2 separate regions of the Astyanax mexicanus genome follow, and region 2 is linked to region 1. The links are chromatin contacts, called in public Hi-C maps. All regions are on one chromosome and are shown on one strand. Each heading gives the region's core, a stretch centred on a gene start, on an enhancer-like site or on the middle of the called end of the contact. The rest is flanking DNA. Distances are from core to core; before and after follow the strand shown. Region 1 holds the start of jak2a (Janus kinase 2a). Region 2 overlaps jak2a (Janus kinase 2a).

The links. A called contact is a pair of places that touch in the nucleus more often than the background predicts.
Region 2: a contact with region 1 is called in a Hi-C map of blood, with 5 times the contacts expected there. The contact joins the enhancer-like site here to the promoter of jak2a in region 1. A contact is called at or near these places in 2 of 3 Hi-C or Micro-C datasets (blood and muscle).

What each region holds. Positions count from the first base shown.
Region 1 is chr17:45,345,292-45,348,931 of AstMex3_surface, reverse strand. jak2a (Janus kinase 2a) reads right to left here and starts at 2,319. Exons shown (of 24, transcript XM_007252799.4): 1 at 1,833-2,319. LOC103043535 (stAR-related lipid transfer protein 4) reads right to left here. Exons shown (of 6, transcript XM_049466369.1): 6 at 2,688-3,640.
Region 2 is chr17:45,387,328-45,391,065 of AstMex3_surface, reverse strand. It overlaps jak2a (Janus kinase 2a), which reads right to left. Exons shown (of 24, transcript XM_007252799.4): 11 at 1,800-1,924. Among protein-coding and RNA genes, the nearest start is that of rln1, 17 kb to the left of the region's middle. Within about 2 kb of position 1,620, the one cell type or tissue checked has an H3K27ac peak away from gene starts, as active enhancers do.

The sequences.
Region 1 (3,640 bases), core at 1,070-3,569:
ACATCCAGAGCTTCGGAATATTCGCTTCTGCTGACCCAAATGAAAGGTCAGCAGTGGTTAATTTATTTCCTTTACATCAGGTTTAATTCTAACCGACATGTTATATGGACAAAAGTGTTGGGGCAACTGCTTGTTCACGCTTTCTTCCTAAATCACGGGTATTAAAAGAGTTTATCATGATTTTGTTTAGGTAACTGTCCAAAGAAGACTTTCTACTAGATTTTGGTGCACTCCCGAGAGGATCTGACTGCATGCAGCAACAACAGCATTAGTGAGGTCAGGATGATGGATGATCATGATCCCACCTCATCCCAACTTATTCCAAAAGTATTGGATGGAGCTCCAGTACATATGCTGTGTGTGTTCATAATATAAGTGTATGTGTAATAAACACAATAATAATCCTTGTTAACTAGCTAATTAGATAATTTAACTAAACACTAAACATGTCAAGAATGAAATGCAGCAGTCAGAGTTGTATATGTATTTAGTTTAAACAAACCTTTCCTTTAGCACTAAATTATTCAACAAATATTTGCTTTATTAACAGCAAAACAGGGAAAAGCTAAAGAAAACAAACTCTATCTAACATGACTTCCTATCCTCTGTAACCAGTATGTTAGCTATAGAGATAGATAAACAGGTTGAATATAACAAGACAAACATTAAACCCTTTTAAAAAAGCTCATAAACCACTGTTTTTATTTACTGTTTGCGTTTTTACATTTGTCTGAATTGCAAAACCATGACAGAATATTGTCAGCGAAATAGTGAAAACTGTCAGCTTGCAGTGATAATGATGTATATTTAAAAAACATTGAGATTTACAATGAATACATGCATTATTTACAGCTAACCTATAGTGTTTATAACATTTGTATGTGGTTTAAACAAACCTTTCAACATTTTTTTTTTTGTTTTATTAACAGTAAAACAGAGAGCAGCTAAAGAAAAACAAACAAACTCTAACTAGCTAACTTTACCTCTTAACTTCTGTAGGTAAACAAGTAGGTTAGCTATAGAGATAGACAGACAGGTTGAATATAACATGACAAACAGCTTAGATAGCTTAGATAAATTCATAAACCACTGTTTAAAATATTGTATGCGTTTTTAAACATTAATATTACACAGTATGTATGTAATTGCCTAGTGTTTATAACATTTCTATATGGCTTAAACACACTTTTCTATCCTCTGATATTCTTCTGAAGCATTAGCACTGAAATATTCAACAAATTTGTTTTATTAACAGCAAAACAGAGAAAAACTTAAGAAAAGCAAACTAACTCTAACATTAATCTTACCTCCTAAGTTTTGTAACCAGTAAGTTAGGCTATCTATATAAGTTAGGTAGATAGACAGATATAGTGTTTATAACATTTCTATGTGGCTTAAACTTATATTTTCTTCTTCTGATATTCCTCTAAACCTTTAGCACTAAATTATTCAACAAATTTCTGTTTTATTAACAGCAAAACAGAGCTAAAAAAACAGCTAACATTTAACTTCTGTTACCAGTAGGCTAGCTAGCTGAGCTAAGCTAAGCTAGTTGACTTAACTAGTTATTAACCAATAACGTAACGTTAGATAGGTTAAGTTAGATAAATAGATGACACACAGGCTGAGACAGGTTAAATATAACATGCCAAACATTAAACCCTTAGCTTAGATAGTTCATAAACAACTGTTAGAATACTGCAAGCGTTTTTAAACATTAATTTTAGACAGTTTGTAGCTGTTTAAAGCCCATAACCGTGACATAAAACAGGTAAATCCGTTAGTTAGCTAACTCAAGCTAATAGTACTGAAGTTAAAGGCAGGTTACTTACAGTATTAGGTGAAGTTGGTTAGCTAGGCTACTAGCTGGCTTGGTTTTAACTCCAGGTTCTCCAGAAATGTCCTCCAAGGTCTGACTGAAAGTCGTTAGCAGTGGATGTAAATAGTTAACCGCATGTTTAAGAGCAGTAGGAAGTTATTTAGTGGGGTAAAATCGTGTTTATTCCCCGAGTTTTCCTCCAAACGCTACGGCTAAGCTAACCTCGGGGAGCTAAAGCTACGCTAGCTGACAGCAGCCCGGCGCAGACCTGACTGTGAGTCCTGTAGTTACCTGAGAGCTGTCTAACTGTCTCCTCTAAAAACTCTACTTTTAGACAGCAATCTGTCTAAAAACATTAGGTTTTTATGTGTTAACTCACTACAGGACAGCTCTAAATTAACGTAAATCTAACGTTAACTGGCAGAGGACAGTGAAGCATCTCCATTATTAGTGGAGACTCTCTCAGTCTGTACTGAAAACAGTCAACAGTAGACACTAGTGGGTCAGTGCAGTATTAATATCATATATAATAGTAACGTTATAGTATAAGTGATGTTTTTTCAGCATAAACGTTTAAATTGCATAGAAACACTGTGTAACAATACATTATTTCAACAATGACCGAATTAACTCATTACTACAAATATAGAGGAATATTTACCTTGGTACTTTCTGTAACGTTACATTTTATACATTGTTTTTTAAAGGTTTTAAAGATATTTTTTAACAACACAAAACAATAAAATTAAACAATTAAACAATAAAACAATACTAAAAAGAGGTTATACAACTCTGGAAAAAAATAAGAGACCACTTCAGTTCCTGAATCAGTTTCTCTGATTTTGCTATTTATAGGTATATGTTTGAGTAAAATGAACATTGCTGTTTATTTAGAAGAAAATTAGAAATGGTTGAAATAATAAAAAAGACGCAGAGCTTTCAGACATCAAATAATGCAAAGAAAACAAGTTCGTATTCATAAAGTTGTAAGAGTTCAGAAATAATCAATATTTGGGGAATAACCCTGGTTTTTAATCACAGTTTTTATGCATCTTGGCATCATGTTCTCCTCCACCAGTCTTACACACTGCTTTTGGATAGTTCCTTTAAAGAGTAAAGTAACACAACAAATATTTTTTAAAGATATATCTAACAAGTCTAGCATTTTAACTATTCATTTACCTGCTATTTATATTAAAAAAAGACAATTTAATTATAATTAATAGAAACAACTTAACTCTGTAATAAGGCAGTATCATAGCATTGCCCATTAGAACAAATAAATCTGACAATCTAACTAAATTATGATATTTTATTTATTATTTAACATAAATTGAATTTAATATGTTAATGAATATGGATCAATTTAAAATAGATGATACACAAATAGTGTAATCTACAACATTAAAAACATGATGCTTTACTGCCATCTAGCAGAACTGCAGCTTCACTGCATCTAACAGGAGCTGTGTCACTTTGCTGCTGGGAAGGATTTACACACTGGAGTTGTGCAAAATTCTGAATTTAATTCAATTTTAATATTTATTTAATTTAATTCAGTGAATGAATTTGAATTGAATTAAATCCACCCTACATGATGTTGAACTGAACTTGAACTGGAATCAAAGGGAGTGGAATTTAATTAATTGCAATTGGAGCAACTAAATCTAGCAACCTCACTAAATAAAAAACACAAAAGTGAAAGATTTCATTTTCCAGCAGGACTTGGCACACTGACCACACTGCCAAATGTACCAATTGGTCTTATATTGGTAATATTTAAATTTTCTGAGACACTGATTTATGGGTTTTCATTGGCTG
Region 2 (3,738 bases), core at 371-2,870, 43 kb before region 1:
TGTGTGAAAAAGTGATTGCCCCCTTGTTAAAACATACAGTCCCTGTGATTTATGACACCTGAGTACACCTGAGTCTCTAGCCACACCCAGGCCTGATTACTGCCACACCTGTTCTCAATCAAGAATCACTTAAATAGGACCTGCCTGACAAAGTGACAAAGTGAAGTTCACCAAAAGATCCTTAAAAAAAAAGCTGCACATCATGCCGAGATCCAAAGAAATTCAGGAACAATTGAGAAAGAAGGTAATTGAGATCTATCAGTCTGGAAAGTGTTATAAAGCCATTTCCAAAGCTTTGGGGATCCAGAGAACCACAGTGAGAGCCATTGTCCACAACTGGCGAAGACATGGAACAGTGGTGAACCTTCCCAGGAGTGGCCGGCCAAAACATTTAAGTGTGATGAACATGTAAAAAATCGTGAAATCAGGAAGGGGGCGAACACTTTTTCACACCACTGTATATATATATATATATATATATATATATATATATATATATATATATATATATATATATATATATATAATGATGTGCAATATTAGCAGAATAAAGTTTTATAAATAAATAAATAAATGAGCCAGATATAGACAAAGTGGGAGTGCACAGTGAACGAATAGGGAAAAGTGTACTGTCCACCTGGTGCTCAGTTTGTCTAAGAAGTTCATGTTTAAATGTCCAATACTTTTATTATTTATATTATTAAACAATAATAAATGTATATAATTAAAAAAAATCTATGACAATATTTACTTGCAACACTTTGACAAAAATATTAGGACAGCCTAAATGTGTTAAAAAAGAGTTGATCTTGCTTTTGTTGAAGTAACTGTCTCTACTGTGCAGAAAAGGCTTTCTACTAGATTGTGAAGCATAGTTGTGAGGATTTGATTGCAACCGTACTCATCCCCCACCCATCACAGAAGTATTAGATGAAGTACAACCATTCCAAAGAACATACATAGATATATTTCTCCACAGTTTAATGCTGGAGGGCTTTAGACTAGGCTTTTAGCCTAGGCCTGTTATTAGACAATGTCATTAGACACAAGTTTATGTTTAATTCCTCCACAAGTCCTATTCTATCTGTGTGATCTAAGTGCATTTACAACTTAAAGGAGAAGTCTGGTGTGAAATAGACTTGGGCTGTAGTGAAACATGATAAAAAGTGTGAACTTTTGTTGTATAGCCCTCTTCCGTTCTCTTCATGCATTCCCAAATACAGCACTTTTAGCCCTTGCTCCCAACTGACTTAAATGCTAGTGATAGGGGCATAGAGTAGCCCATGCAGAGAAATGGCTATTTTTATATCATTAACAAGCTCAAAGTAGCTCCACAACTCATTAACAGAACTCTGAGGTCCGTCATATTTAAAAGTGACACTGAGAACTTTAAAAGTGCACAGATAGTTTAATAAAAACACTGTTTATATACACAGTACCTTCAGCTAGTTCTCCTGGGGCTCCTGTCTTGACAAGCACAAACAAATATGTAGGATAAGGGAACCAGATTGCAAAATTAATTCTGTTGAAATGCATTATTGTTATAGAGGTATTTTTTTTAGCAAGGAACTAATATCGCAATCTCTTCCCCTATCCCCTAGTAGCTCAGTCCTGTGTTTAATGTTATGCTATAGTTTTAAACCGTAGACCCTGGAAGCCGTGTGGGAGGAAAGCAAACACAGTGCCTCAACCCGACAGACTCTGTTGTGATGACACTGGCAGATCTGTTGAAATACACCAGTGATGTTGCCCAATGTTTGTACTGTGAGTAAGTGGGAGTGAGAAAAAGAGAAACGCACAGTTTCCAGGTCCTCCTTTCGGATCTTGTGGAAGACCATCTGACTGATGTTGTGTTTGAAGTCTGAGGGAGAAAGAGACATATCTGAACCCTGATTGCTCCTGCAGATCAGCAGATTCGACTTCTCTGTAGAGAGAAAGAGAGGAGGGGAAGAAAAGAGGACAAAGGAGAACAAATATTAAAATATATAAATATTCAATACCAATTTTAACTCAACAATATCAAAACATCAGCATATTAATAATCAGTACTGCAATAAGATGAATAATAATAAAGATTCAGGTTTGTTTTAGGACAAGAACTCAGTAATATATATTATATATATATATATATATATATATATATATATATATATATATATATATATATATATATATATCACAATACATGAGATACAATTCAATATATTGAGATATACAGCTCAAAGATCACTTAAAAATTAGGAGTGTCTATGATTTTACCAAATTGAAAACCTCTGGAATATAATCAGAAGGAAGATGGACGATCACAAACCATCAAACCACCAAACCAAGCTGAACTGCTTGAATTTTTATCCAAAAGCAGTGTGTAAGACTGGTGGAGGAGAACATGACAAGATGCATGAAAACCGTGATTAAAACCTTTATTCCACCAAATATTAATTTCTGAACTTTTAAAACTTTATGAATATGAACTTGTTTTCTTTGTATTATTTGAGGTCTGAAAGCTCTGTATTTTTCTGCAAATAAATGCTCTAAACGACAATTTGTTCATAATAATGTTCATTATTTTCTCAAACATATACCTATAAATAGCAAATAAATATCAGTAACAAAACAATATATTATTATTATTAACTTTTAGGTAAACTGTGATGGTAGGAAAAACACAATACTCTACACATAAAATCTAAAAGTTTGAGAAAAGTTCTCCTCTTATCCAATCAGAACAGAGGGTAAATAATGAATTCATTAAAAATGATTTTTTTTTTTTTGATATTTTGAGAATCGATACAATATTGCAAAACATTACATCACAATATTTCTATTTCTATATATTGTCCTATTCTGTACTGGAGAAAATATTAGTGCTACTGTATTTTAACACAATATTTTTTCATAAAATGTCCTTTTTAAACTAGTTGAATGCTAACTTTTTACACTATTAAACATAATATTCAATGTAATGTGCATTTAATTTGATTTTACAAAAGTAAATACAGTAAATCCATACTTCTGAAGAGTAGTGTATACTAAAACAGAGCAAAGGTACAGTCTGTGTGTGTTTGTGTGTCTGGGAGAGATAAGGAGTGACTACTGGCATGAGGTTATATTGGCCCCACAGTCTATAGGGGGTCTGTTTGTCTACACACAAATACTCTATACTACTGGACACACACACACACACACACACACACACAGAGCAGAGATAAGAAAGATAAAGGAAAGCATGTGTGTGTTTAGGAAGCTCTAATAGTTAAACATTTAACCGTTAGGGGTTTTATCAGCCAGCAGAGTTTAGATGTAATGTAAACACACTGAATGCAGTTTATTGCAGTTTAAACAAGCTGTCTAACTAAGGCCAAATCCTATTTCACCCCTAGGCCCTACCCCTTACCTATAACCCTCTGTTTTGCCCGTGCACACCAAGGGGTAGGGATGTCTCGATTCTTGTCAGGCTCGAGGGAATAGGGCTTGTTAGCCCTTTAAACAGGGATTTTTTTATAGGCACACTTTAAACCGAAGGGTATGAGAATCACTGGTAAGATAGCACTGGAACAAGCGACCAAACAAATCCACAAATGTTAGCATTTTCCTTGTTGAAAGTTTAATGTGTAGTTTCAATGTTTTTGGCTGAATTCTTCATAACAAGCCTAAAAAAGATCACTAGTAGTTTGTCTCAGTCTCTAGCTAGCTAGATAACTTTCCCATTCCACCTTAAATGGTGCAACAGACGACAGG